2 separate regions of the Drosophila melanogaster genome follow, and region 2 is linked to region 1. A link is a contact called in public Hi-C data. All regions are on one chromosome and are shown on one strand. The core of a region is the stretch at or near the end of the contact, and the rest is flanking DNA. Distances in the headings are between cores, read along the strand shown. Region 1 holds the start of lap (like-AP180). Region 2 holds the start of CG1142.

Region 1 (5,786 bases), core at 1,356-3,855:
TATAAGAAGTTCTTCTTTTTTGGGTATTCTTGTGTAAACTTACATCATTTACTTGGCTTGGTTTTTAGTTTCGTATTTTACTTTGTTTTAATTTTAAAAGTAATCACTGTTTAGCCTCCGTTCTTTGACATTAAGTTGGTTGTGTTGCTTGTTTGTTTTGGGCAAGGCAGGAGCAGGACTTGCCGAACTCGACATAAGTGGCAATTTATGTGGTGCTGGCTGCTGTCTCACTGTTGCTGCACTGCTCGATGACGCTGTTTCCCTCCGCCTCGCTACTGGTGGTTGTGGAAGAACTGCTGTCGTCTTCGTCTTCATCCTCATCCTCATCCTCATCCCCATCCCCATCTTCATCATCATCTCCATCTTCATCGTCATCTTCGTCCTCCTCGTCATCCTCATATACAATTTCGTTCTCTATCAGTCGCATGTCCATGTCCACGCTGTAGAAGGAGTCAGTTATGACGCTTTCATCATCAGTGGTAGTCTCGTCCTCCTGTCCAGAAGTATCGTTATCAAGGTCCAAGTCATCATCGCCATGCTGCTGCTGCGGCGAGGAACCCTGGCTTCCCGCATCGATGCGCATCTCCTGCATCAGCTCCTTGATCAGCTCAGTCTCAATCTCGGTCACTCCCAGGCCCAAGTGTTGCTTGTTTACGTCCATCAGCACGTTCTTAAGGTTGCGGGCAAGAAGGCGCATGTGCTCATCACTGCAGGCGCTCGGGCTGGTCACATATCGTATATAGTCCTCCAAATAGTAGTTGTTGAAGCTATCGCGACTGGGATCACTGCTGGCGAACTGCTGGTGCGTTAGCAGCAGCTGATTAATTAACCAGTTGCGACCGCCCTTTAAAACTTCTATGGCATCCCGTACACATTGGCGGCCCAACTCGAAATTGCGGTACAGCGGGTAGGTGATCATTCGCCGCAGGAAGGCAACCAGTACGTCCCGATAGTTGTCGAATTGCTCAAAGTAGCAATAAAGCGGGCACAGTATGCTTCGCGTCCAGCCCGATTCACACGTCGGCTCATTGTTCGTCGTCCGCACATCATAGCATATGGCCAACAGAATGCTTATCAGCCCGCAATCGATCTCGTTTTGCCGAAAAACGTCGCACGGCTGCTGCTCCCGTGTCTGCATTCGGCTGATGTTGTGCAGCAGATGCGCTTGCTCCTGGGTCATGGAAGTCTCGTAGATTTTCGGTTTGTAGCGTAAAGGATTCTGGTGACCGGACGGAACCTGTAGCTCCACAAAATTTATTTTGTACTGCTCGCGGGAAAAGCGCTTCATCTCATCGACCACGCGCTCTTGCCGCCTTTGGATGGGGCTCATGCGATGTGGCTCCGACACGCGGCACGTGGCTCTGTCCAACTGTGAAAACATCTGTGTTTAGTGCGCGGAAGAGCAGGTTAACCAATTGAACTCACCTCACTCAGGTCTAGCGGTCCGCTGTATTCGCTAGCATAGCCGTACCCAAAATTGTTGGTCAGCTTGTAGGTGCGCTCGTGGTCGTCGAGCTGCAATTGGCACTGATCGGTGATTCGTTTGAGTTTCCATTCCTGCACCAGAGGCTGCTTGTCCGGCAAATTGGCACTCAGTGTGGGTAGGTGCAGGAATGCGGCTATGTACTCTTTGCGACTATTCCACTGCTTGGCTGCATCCCCCGTACCACCGCCTCCGCCTCTTTCTCCACCGGGTCCTTCCTGGGCACCCGCTGTTAGGGGCAGACAGCGCAGGCAAATTTGGTAGTGATTCTCTGTCGTGTTGAACTTTATCAACAGCGTCTTCAGCTCTCGCAAGTCGAAGGTGCGACGGCTGTGGAATCTGTCCGAAAAGGGAGTACAAGTACGCAATGATATCGCTGGAATTTCGCCACCATGGCCCACCATGGGCACGACAGATTGCCGGATGTGACTCACTTGTACAGCTTAACATCTGCGTAGAAATAAAGATCGTGCGCGTCAACGAATATATCGCAGTTTCTTATGCGATCCACATGCAACGCCTCCGCTTCCGCCAACCCCGACCCCGCTTCCTGACCAAACTCCTCACCAGCGGAAGAAGAAGCAGCAGCAGCTGCTGCTGGCTGGGCCGACTTTGAGGACTGATTCAGGACAGGCGGGCGGGGTATGATCAGCGTGCACGAGTTCTCCAAATAACTGTGTGCAATCTGTCCATTCAACATCTTACAATTTTATTACGAGACTGTTGATTGTGCTAACTACTGTTTTTTAGTATAATTTTATTTATTTTAATGACCAGTATGACCGCCTACTCGAAACTAAAAATTCCTGTTGACAGCCCCTTAGCTTACGTTACGTTTGGCTACACTTCCGACAAATCTAGCTACTTTTTAACTGCTGTTGGGGAATTTTAAGTGCTAAGTTATAAAAAAAGATTTATTTATAGTATCTTAATATTTTATATTTTTATTTATTTATTTATCATTATTTTTTTTTATTTTCAGAACTTATATGAACACATCGTAAAAGCTAAGTTCAGCTATTTCGTATTCGCTTACGTTATGGCAATCGATATTTTCCCACCTAACGCCGTAAACTCAAGTCGATTGCACGCGTTAGCTCCACTTTGTGGACGCTTTAGGACATTGCTCATACGCTCGCTCCATTTGCCAGTCGCCATTATCGATTTGTGGCAGAGGAAAAATAGAGAATTAAAAAATCGCGTTTCAGCGTTAGGCACCGGTTAGAGAGCGCATAAACCGCGGCGATAAATTGTGTAGTGATTGTGACGTAGGAACCACTAAATCTTTACTGTTAGTTTAATCGTGAGGCTCGCATAGCAGAGTTTTCCCGTTCGAAATATTCTCAATCAATCAATACCTCTCTGTCTCTCGCTCGCCCCATACGCGTGTGTGTGTGTGTCTCTCTCTCCCTCTCTCTGTATCTGCTTTCGAGTGTGTGTGTGTGTCGGTGTGGTCAGCTCCTTTGGTGCATAATTAAATTAATCAAGTAAATAAAAACCAGCGAGCGGCAGCAGAAACAACAACAGCAACAGCTTCATCATGACCATGGCAGGGCAAACGATCAACGACAGGCTGCTGGCCGCCCGTCACAGCCTTGCGGGCCAAGGACTCGCCAAGTCCGTTTGCAAGGCCACCACGGAGGAATGCATTGGCCCGAAGAAGAAGCACTTGGACTGTGAGTTGCCCTGTCTATCTCTTTCCCTTGCCCACTCTCTTGGTCTTTCATTGCGTAAATCACCGTTACATTTCCTTGTTATAACACAGAGAGAAAAGAGGCACAGCCTTGTGCTACTAGTGGAAATGTACCCATCAAACACACGAAAATATTATTGTTACTTTGTAACGCTTTAAAATTAATTTATTTTTATTTGCAAACATAAGTCGCAATAAAATCTGTTTAGAAATTAACTTAAATTTTAATAATAATAAAAATTGGAATGAATAATATACTAAAGTAAGGAGTGCCTAACAAATTAGCAAAGAAAATAAAAAATTTAAATGTAGCCTAAATATAAAAACCATCGGCACAGTTAGTACGCTGCAAAAGTAATTTAGCAACAACATTCAGATGCAACCAGTTCGGGTTTCTTGGCTTCCTCGCTCCATTTTCACGTGCCTTTTGTTTTTGTGCGATAAATCACAAAGTTTTCTGAAAACGAAACCACTGATTACGGTCCACAAAGTCCCACAAACACAAACCACCACCCTCAAATTGCATCTGTGGCTCAGCTGCTGGTGTTTGTGGACTCCGTTCGTCATTGATTGGACTCCCCTCTCTTTCTACCAACACACTCTCTCTCTCTCTCTAATGTTACGTCACTTTCCCACGGGTGCACGTGTGTTTGTAGGGGCTTTGAATGGCTTAAAACGCCTACGAAAGCAGGGATTGTGTTTGTCACGGTGTCATTGCTTGTTAAATTTATGCAAGAGTCTTCCCTAATTTGCTGGATTTGCTTACACGTTTGAATTTTGCAAATACTTCTAAAGAGCTCCATATCCTAACGACATTCATTCCCGTTGGAATCTGTTTTTTTGGCTAGTTTTGCTCGCATTTTGACCCCCTTTTATTTAGCTTGTTGGCACTTTTCAGATGACTCATCAGATATGGCTACGAGTAAATGGGAATAAAAGAGGGCAATATTGTGGGGCGTTACTTGTCACATAAACATTGTATTGCAGTTGCCGCAAACCAATTTCCAATATAACCCAAAATTTGGCCACATGTGCTGTTTATTCAAGTTGATTACTTTATCCAAAACGTTATGCTCAATTCAGTTACCAAAAGTCTAAATAAATTAAACCTGAGTTAAAAGTCAGTCCGTACATTTTACAAGACGTCAGCAGGTAGCATGAAATATATTTCTTCTACCTATTTTCTCTATTTTCTTTTGTTAACAACTTTTGTCCTATGATAAAACCAGTTGTGTGTTCACGGAAACAACAGCACTTAATGAGCTTTACACCGATTGAAAAGATCCCAGAATATTTCAACCAGCTACACAAGTGGGCAATAATAATTAAAATTAAGTATCAATGGTCCCCCACTACAGTGGAGTCTCGATACCCGACACATTTATTTATTTATGTATTTAAGAGCATAAGCATGCGAATTGACCCCAGCGATAACTACGCTACAGAAGTCGCCAATCGCTTTTGGTATCCGAGCACTGTAAATATTTTCGAAATATATGTGAATCAGTGAAGATTTCAAAAAGGGCGGATACGAATTTTAACTAAATAACTCATTCAAAATGTCTTAACTACTCAGCGATTTCAACGTTTTGTCATAAAGTGACACCCCCAGGCCACTGTGCTCGTTAAGAAACTCACCAGTTTCGTTTACAAGGACCGATCAATTTTCCACATTTACTGTTTATTGAAATTTGTTCTTATTTATGTATAAATGAATCACTGGCCTGGCGCCCGTCAGCCAAACAAAATGAAGCAAAAGGACGGCGAACATCTGCGATGGCTTGTGAAATGTGCAACGCCCCTCGAATCCCATGCAATTTTTTCTTGCTCGGCGACAAACACTTTCCAACCGAAATGGGAATTGATTCAAATGGAAGCGCATGATAGTAGACACAATGGGATTCAGCTCTTATCATCGACACTTTTCCGTCAGTATTTAGCTTGAATGGCGGCTGCAAGCTTAAAGCGCAGATAAGCAAACAACGACTAAGAGTCGCGACCGATAACGGGACGCAAAAAACAAGATGATTAAATTTATGGGAGGTTCGGTTATTATAATAATAATAATCTTTACAGAAACGTTGTTTGTTTCTGGAACAGATAAATTGACTTTTAAAGTTTTATGTTGCTTCTTAAACATGTAAACATTTGTTGTTTTGCTCATATGAACTAAGTTTTCGTAAAAAAAATATACTGTTGAATAAATCTAGAGGATAATAACTAATAGTTGTCGGCGGTTATATCGAATCTGATTGATTTTTCCAATAAATGCTTGGGAAAATAAATATCAAGTCAAAGTTAATCGCAACCAAAAGTAAAGTTGAGTTGGACGTACAAAATTAAGGAAAAGAGCAAATGGTTCACTAACCGAAAATTACAAAAAAAAAAAACGTTCTTTATTGTTTTCTAATCTACTGTATGGATATGCGTTAAGAAACTAATATAAAGCTATGCTTAATAAAATGATTTTCATTTATTATTTTAAATCAATGTAAAATGTTAAATTAGTTTGTGGTTGCTTTGTGTTAATATAAGTTTCATACCTTTATTTAATTGCAGATTTGGTGCACTGCACAAACGAGCCGAATGTGTCGATACCTCATCTGGCCA
Region 2 (5,786 bases), core at 850-3,349, 290 kb after region 1:
GTCACATGCTTGGGAAATGTGAGTCTGCGATCCAGAAGCACTCCAAGGTACCTTGCTGCGTTCGGCTGTGGTACGGGGGCTTCCAATAAAACCCTGTCTTTTAGTGGATTTGGCAAATAAAATTTTAAAAAGTTGGTTTTTGTACGTTGTAATGGGTGCATTTTCACCAAGGGATGCCGGTGCGCCGATTTTGGGTTATTAAGAGATGATGCCTGAAAGTATACCTTAATTCACCACTTTTCAACATTTACTTCTTGACCAGCTTTATATGAAATTTATCGATCTGTTCTTCTACTTTGAAATCATAAATTTAAGTTAAACGAAATTAAAACACAGTCATTAAAAAATATATATAAAAATTGTTATAAAAAATCTTTCTGTTCCCGCCCGGGTTCGAACCGGGGACCTTGTGCGTGTGAAGCACACGTGATAACCGCTACACTACGGAAACTAGATGGAAGACATGATTCAAAGATTGGTTATAAAATTAAAAAGAAACTTTCCTCGTTCACTTATAACAATTTAGAATAAAGTTATCAATTTAGTTTGTCAAAAATATTGTTAATACACACAATATAAAGAATCTTACTGAGGAATATGATTTTTAAATATTTGGCCAAAGGAAGAGAACATAAAATAAACTCCTCTATTTCGCAGAAAGGTACTAACCATACGGATCTTGCGATACTCCACGATCTCTGGAGTGACTACTTTCTGACTTGACTATTTACCCCATCATTATTTAAGTTCAAATAAAATATAGAGACGAGTAAGTTAGGTTTTAAAATATTTTATATTTATTTATTTTTCTTAAGTTTTTTCATTTTCTTCAAGTTTTTCCGATAGGCGTATTTGTCTGTGCGCTTAATAACCTCGTTGAACTTCCTCTTGTTGAACTTCTGGAAGCTCTCGTCTTCTAACAACTCATTTACCAGCGACTGCTTCTTCTTGGACTTCTTTTCTTGGTAGTGATCCAAATGCGAAGGTAGCACAGTACCGATTTGGAAAAATTTGGGCAGACTCTTAAGGTCGTTCTTCTTGTAGAATTGCTTAGGGTTCAGAACCGATCGCATCTGAACTATTTTCAGTTCGTTTCGCATCTCGTCGGTGATCTCTGTGGCGGGCAGATTAAACCATCCCTTGCCCTTGGTCTTTGAGCGTTCAGCCTGAAAAAAGGAAGGCGATTAAAAATAAAAGCAAGGTAGGGTCTGAAATTTCCAATATGTTGCGCTCAGATTACTAAAGACGTCGTCACCATGACAAACAGCTTAGACCTAACTGGCTCCTGGGTCGACAAAAGCGCGTGTTTCATTTCCATTTGGGTGTTCTGTAAACCAGAGACTAAACTATCTGTCTAGGACTCAATGACAGATAATAGTCTTGATCCCTGGCTGTTGGTGTCCCGCTGGCCTTACGGCCACTGCAAATTCTGGAGTGCAGCAGCAAAGATTACAACGGATGAAACTAGATTTGCTAGAGTCTGAGCCTTAGGTCTTGTCGCCAATGCGCAAACTCCGATGTCGAATATTTCATCATGGGCAAAAGGGCTGTTTGTACGAACAAATCGCTTCACACTCACTCTGTTGATGATGGGTTGCTGCCTCTTTCCCACGGTGGGCAGTGCATGCGCCTGTTCTAGTCCTGGATTCAAGGCCTGTTTCGTCCTCTTCATATTACTTTCCAGGTTTTCCTGCCGCAGGTCCAGATGCGGAGCATCGTGGTTCAGTTCTGTTACCCGCTTCCGGGGCACTACTTTCGGTTTGCTGGAGTTCTCCACTGCACTCTCGACCTTTTCGCAGAGGTCCTCCAGCTGCTTGGCAACCTTGGATACCGGCTTCTTTCGGTCAGGCAGGGAATTCACGACATCGAGCACTTCCTTGGAGTTCAACTTTAGGCCAAAGAGCTCCACTGCGCCCTCATTTTGTTCCTCGTCCTCCTCGCTGTGCGCGTCACTTTCTGTCAGGAGCAGCTCTTTGTTGTACACAATCTTCTTTTGCTGCTGCTCGCCATTGAATTCCTGGCGTCCTGTTGTGTCTACCAGAAAAATAGAATCCATTTTGTGCGGCAACCACGCTTGTTTATAACATACAAACAGTGTGACCGTGTAGTAGTAGCACACACACTCACAGGTCGACTGTCAAAAATATACTAAATGCACTGCATGTAATTTGGAAAATACTAGCTCTTGGCAAGGGCATTCCTGAACATTTATTACTTAAATTACTTTTAGTTTAAAAAAATTTGTGTTCTAATTTAATTTTTCTGACAAGTACATTTGATCTAAAGGTTTAAATTCAAAAATTCACAACCGACTTACAACCTAATGGAATACCCCCAATTTTTATTTTTTCTTTGTTAAGGTATAACAATTAGTTGCTTAAGCAATTTTGAACGTACAATTAAGTAAACCTCCACATAAAACATCAGTTCCGAGTGCGAGGACCGATAACTTCGTGCTTGGTGGACCTAATAGCTGAATACTGCCTAAATGTGCCAATGCTTCTAAATTGCTTGGTAATAGTCGTCATATTGCAATGCTCATGGAAAAGAGATTATTGAGTATAAGTAGAAATACATATTTAGTTTTTGGAAGGAAACTTTATTCATGAAATCGATATGCATTAAAAATCTCAAAACTTAAAAACTAGTAGAAATACTCTTCGAAATCCGTAATGCTACACATGCCCGTATATTAGTATCAAGATACCGTTTGCCTGTTACGAGCAAAAATGCATTTGGGGTTCTATTTTTGAGAGTTCTAGTTTCACTGTAAAAAAAGAAATTGTTACTTTCAAATAATAAGTTGTATAAATATGCATTTTAATAACAAAATAAATAATAAATAAATATTGGAACGTAGTTCGCTGCAGCAAAAGAATGGGCAAATTGCTCGGCAATGCCGCGTACATGGAAGTGTTCTGAACAGCAAATTTGTTACGAAAATCCGAAGCTAAGCTACTAAGTTACTTAACCAACAAATTTTGAAAGTGGCTGACTCGGGCAACTGTCGCCGGCTTCAGCACCGGACCGCCGCCCGTCCCCGCCCAATACGGCTTCCGGTCGAGACCAGAATCCGCGGGGTGGTGGGGGCGACGGATCGGGGGTGCATGACCGTGCGTCGACCGCCGGATAACCCGTCGTCATCCAGTGGAAGGCAGCGGAAAGCCGATCCGAACGAGGAGCCACGGCAACGCCAGGCAGAATTACTGGGAAACACAAAGGTGTGACGGAGGGTCGGCTCTGAACAGATCTGATAAGCAGATGCAGTTACCTGAATATCGATCAATGTACAGAACAATCACAGAATACACTTCCGAAGTAACGGGAAGCAGATATCGTATTTATACGAGTATTTGACCAAATAAGCACTTGGGAATTACAAGCTGGCAGTCGGGCAAACGTGCTGTATGGCAAACCAAATCGGGGTGGGTTTTGCCATTGCTTATGCATACCCGTGTATGAACGTTGCTTTAAAAGCCTGTGAAATCAAAAGTATAGTTTCTATGTAAGAAATTTAAATTGTTTCATAATGACTGAGAAATGCAGAATGGTAAAAAAATAACAATAGGAAGTATATATTCCTGAATTGCCCTCGGCTGGGCTCGAGCAAACGAAAGATTCTTCAAAGTGGAATGACAGCATGAGTTTGCTGATACATATTTTTATATGTGTGCCATACAGCGGTAGGTAAACAAACAAGAAAATCAAATGCATTTATAGATTTGTACCCTTTGTAATATGTGTTCAGAAAAAGATGTAATTTTTAAATTAGTTAAAATAATATGAATAGAATTTTTTTTTTAAATTATTATTTATTAAGTGAAGAATCCGTACATCGAACACTATAAAAATAAAATAAGTGAAGTAGGAACATAAATGATTTGGGGAATTGCGACCAAATCGAATTATAAACGTATCCAGGTGATGCAAAATCGCGCATGTACGTAACTCTACACTCCATAAAGACCTCAATATTCACACAGTTGAGACACAAATTGGGAGAAATACAAGTCGATATAGTGACAGCAAAGACCCTAGAATATTCTAGTGTCTTTGGTGACAGATTATTGAGCCATAGCAGTCTTCTTGCAAGACGTCTCATCCCCGCTAAACCTCTGAGACGACTCAAAAGGCAAGGCTTCGCCAAGACAATAGGAATACAATAAAAAACAAACTTGGTTATGAAGGGCCAAACATAAATTTGACAAAAAAAACTGGAATTGTTCCCGCCCGGGTTCGAACCGGGGACCTTGTGCGTGTGAAGCACACGTGATAACCGCTACACTACGGAAACAGCTGACAAGCGTGCGTCCAAAGTTGCAGCTGCGGTGTACCATACTTTTTTAAAAGTATACCTCTTAATTGGGATTAATAGATTTACTGATATACATACTTAAGGTTGGATCAAATACTTTATAATTATTCTGATGTCTTTAGTTGGATCTAACGAGCTTAACTATGAAAATCTTTAGATAGTTACTGTATATAGAAAGCGCAGTATTACTTTGCGAGGCGTTTTAAAGTCTTGGAGAAATTTGGCGTAGAACATCTAATGGTCTGCCAGACTATTGCTTTGGTTCTTATTACTGGGAAAATCGTGTTTATATGTACAGGTATATCACGATATGAGATATGTATTAAGGAGTTTCCTACAGCAATCGTTGCATAATTTACCTTTCTATTTATCAGCATTCATTCGTCATAAGACATGTAGCTTCCATTAAGTCGGTAAATACAAGTGTTAAAATAAAATTTAGTTAATATGTGGGTAGGTGTAAACTTAAATTTGACCCTGAAATAAAATAAATCATGATACAACATTTATTGCTGTCTTTAATTGTAAGGCAATCACTGATTAATTAATGAATAATTTGTTTAGGATTCGTTTGCGGTTGATACCAATATTAAATTGTATTAACTATCTGTCATCATTCGTTTATATATTTTTACGTTCAAGCATCGTGAGATTCGGAAATCAAAGGGTGGTATATGTCAAACTTAACAAACAAAAGTGAACCAAATAATTCGCCACTAATTTGATTCTAAATGTTAAATGCACTAATACGAATTAGGCCGGACAAAGTGTCAGTTTTCATTTTGCAAAAGCCAGAGCTAATCTGACACAATTTTGCTGGTTTATTTGTATTTTTAGCGCCATCAACTAGCAGCATTTTACTTTACTTAGGCACGCGGCATTAAACCGAATGCAGATAATTAATTTCATTGCACATTGAGCTGGTGCTAATTTAATAAAATAGTGCAAAACGCGTTGGTGACTTTTCCATTCACACATTAATTAATTTGATTGCCAATATAGTGTGTACAATGGCAAAAATTCCAATTGTATTCATTATTAGAATCAAACAGAAAATTTGTGCAGGTTTACTGAGCTGAAAAAAGAGCACATTTATTTTATATTCACTGATTTTCGAAATTCAAATATAATTAAAAAGGTTATAAATGAAAGTGCCAACGTATTATGATAGTTTTTTACTCCTGCCCAAAAATGGCCTTTATTGCTTGTTCTTGGTTGAGTAACTAAGTCGTGCCGGCAACCTCTGATACGCCCACAACAGACTATTCTAAACCTAGTTTTTTTATAGTCCTCAACTTTATTCAAAGCAATAAAGAATAGCAAAGAGCCATGAACCATTGCAGAAATGGAGAACGAATTTGAAATTTCCTCTCTAAAATATTTATTGTCAACACATTGTGCGGTTTAAGGCTAAAAGAAATCTATTGGGAGTCGCTAATATTACCACTTTCATCTTTTGAACTAAAATGAA

Evidence for each region. A called contact is a pair of places that touch in the nucleus more often than the background predicts.
Region 2: a Hi-C map of the Kc167 cell line shows a contact between it and region 1, with 2.8 times the contacts expected there. A contact is called at or near these places in 4 of 107 Hi-C or Micro-C datasets (the Kc167 cell line and the S2 cell line) and 1 of 7 datasets of targeted methods (the Kc167 cell line).

Annotation. Positions count from the first base shown.
Region 1 is chr3R:7,184,389-7,190,174 of dm6, forward strand. lap (like-AP180) reads left to right here and starts at 2,606. Exons shown (of 11, transcript NM_079528.3): 1 at 2,606-3,159; 2 at 5,736-5,786. The coding sequence starts at 3,024. It overlaps CG10055, which reads right to left and starts at 2,285. Exons shown (of 3, transcript NM_141446.2): 1 at 1,918-2,285; 2 at 1,426-1,822; 3 at 1-1,369. The coding sequence starts at 2,183. The coding sequence ends at 206.
Region 2 is chr3R:7,471,682-7,477,467 of dm6, forward strand. CG1142 reads right to left here and starts at 2,100. Exons shown (of 2, transcript NM_176415.3): 1 at 1,580-2,100; 2 at 777-1,166. The coding sequence starts at 2,056. The coding sequence ends at 798. It overlaps scaRNA:MeU5-C46 (small Cajal body-specific RNA : MeU5-C46), which reads right to left and starts at 1,541; the gene lies at 1,226-1,541. It overlaps snRNA:7SKa (small nuclear RNA 7SK a), which reads right to left and starts at 3,315; the gene lies at 2,872-3,315. tRNA:Val-CAC-2-3 (transfer RNA:Valine-CAC 2-3) reads right to left here and starts at 451; the gene lies at 379-451. It also overlaps tRNA:Val-CAC-2-4.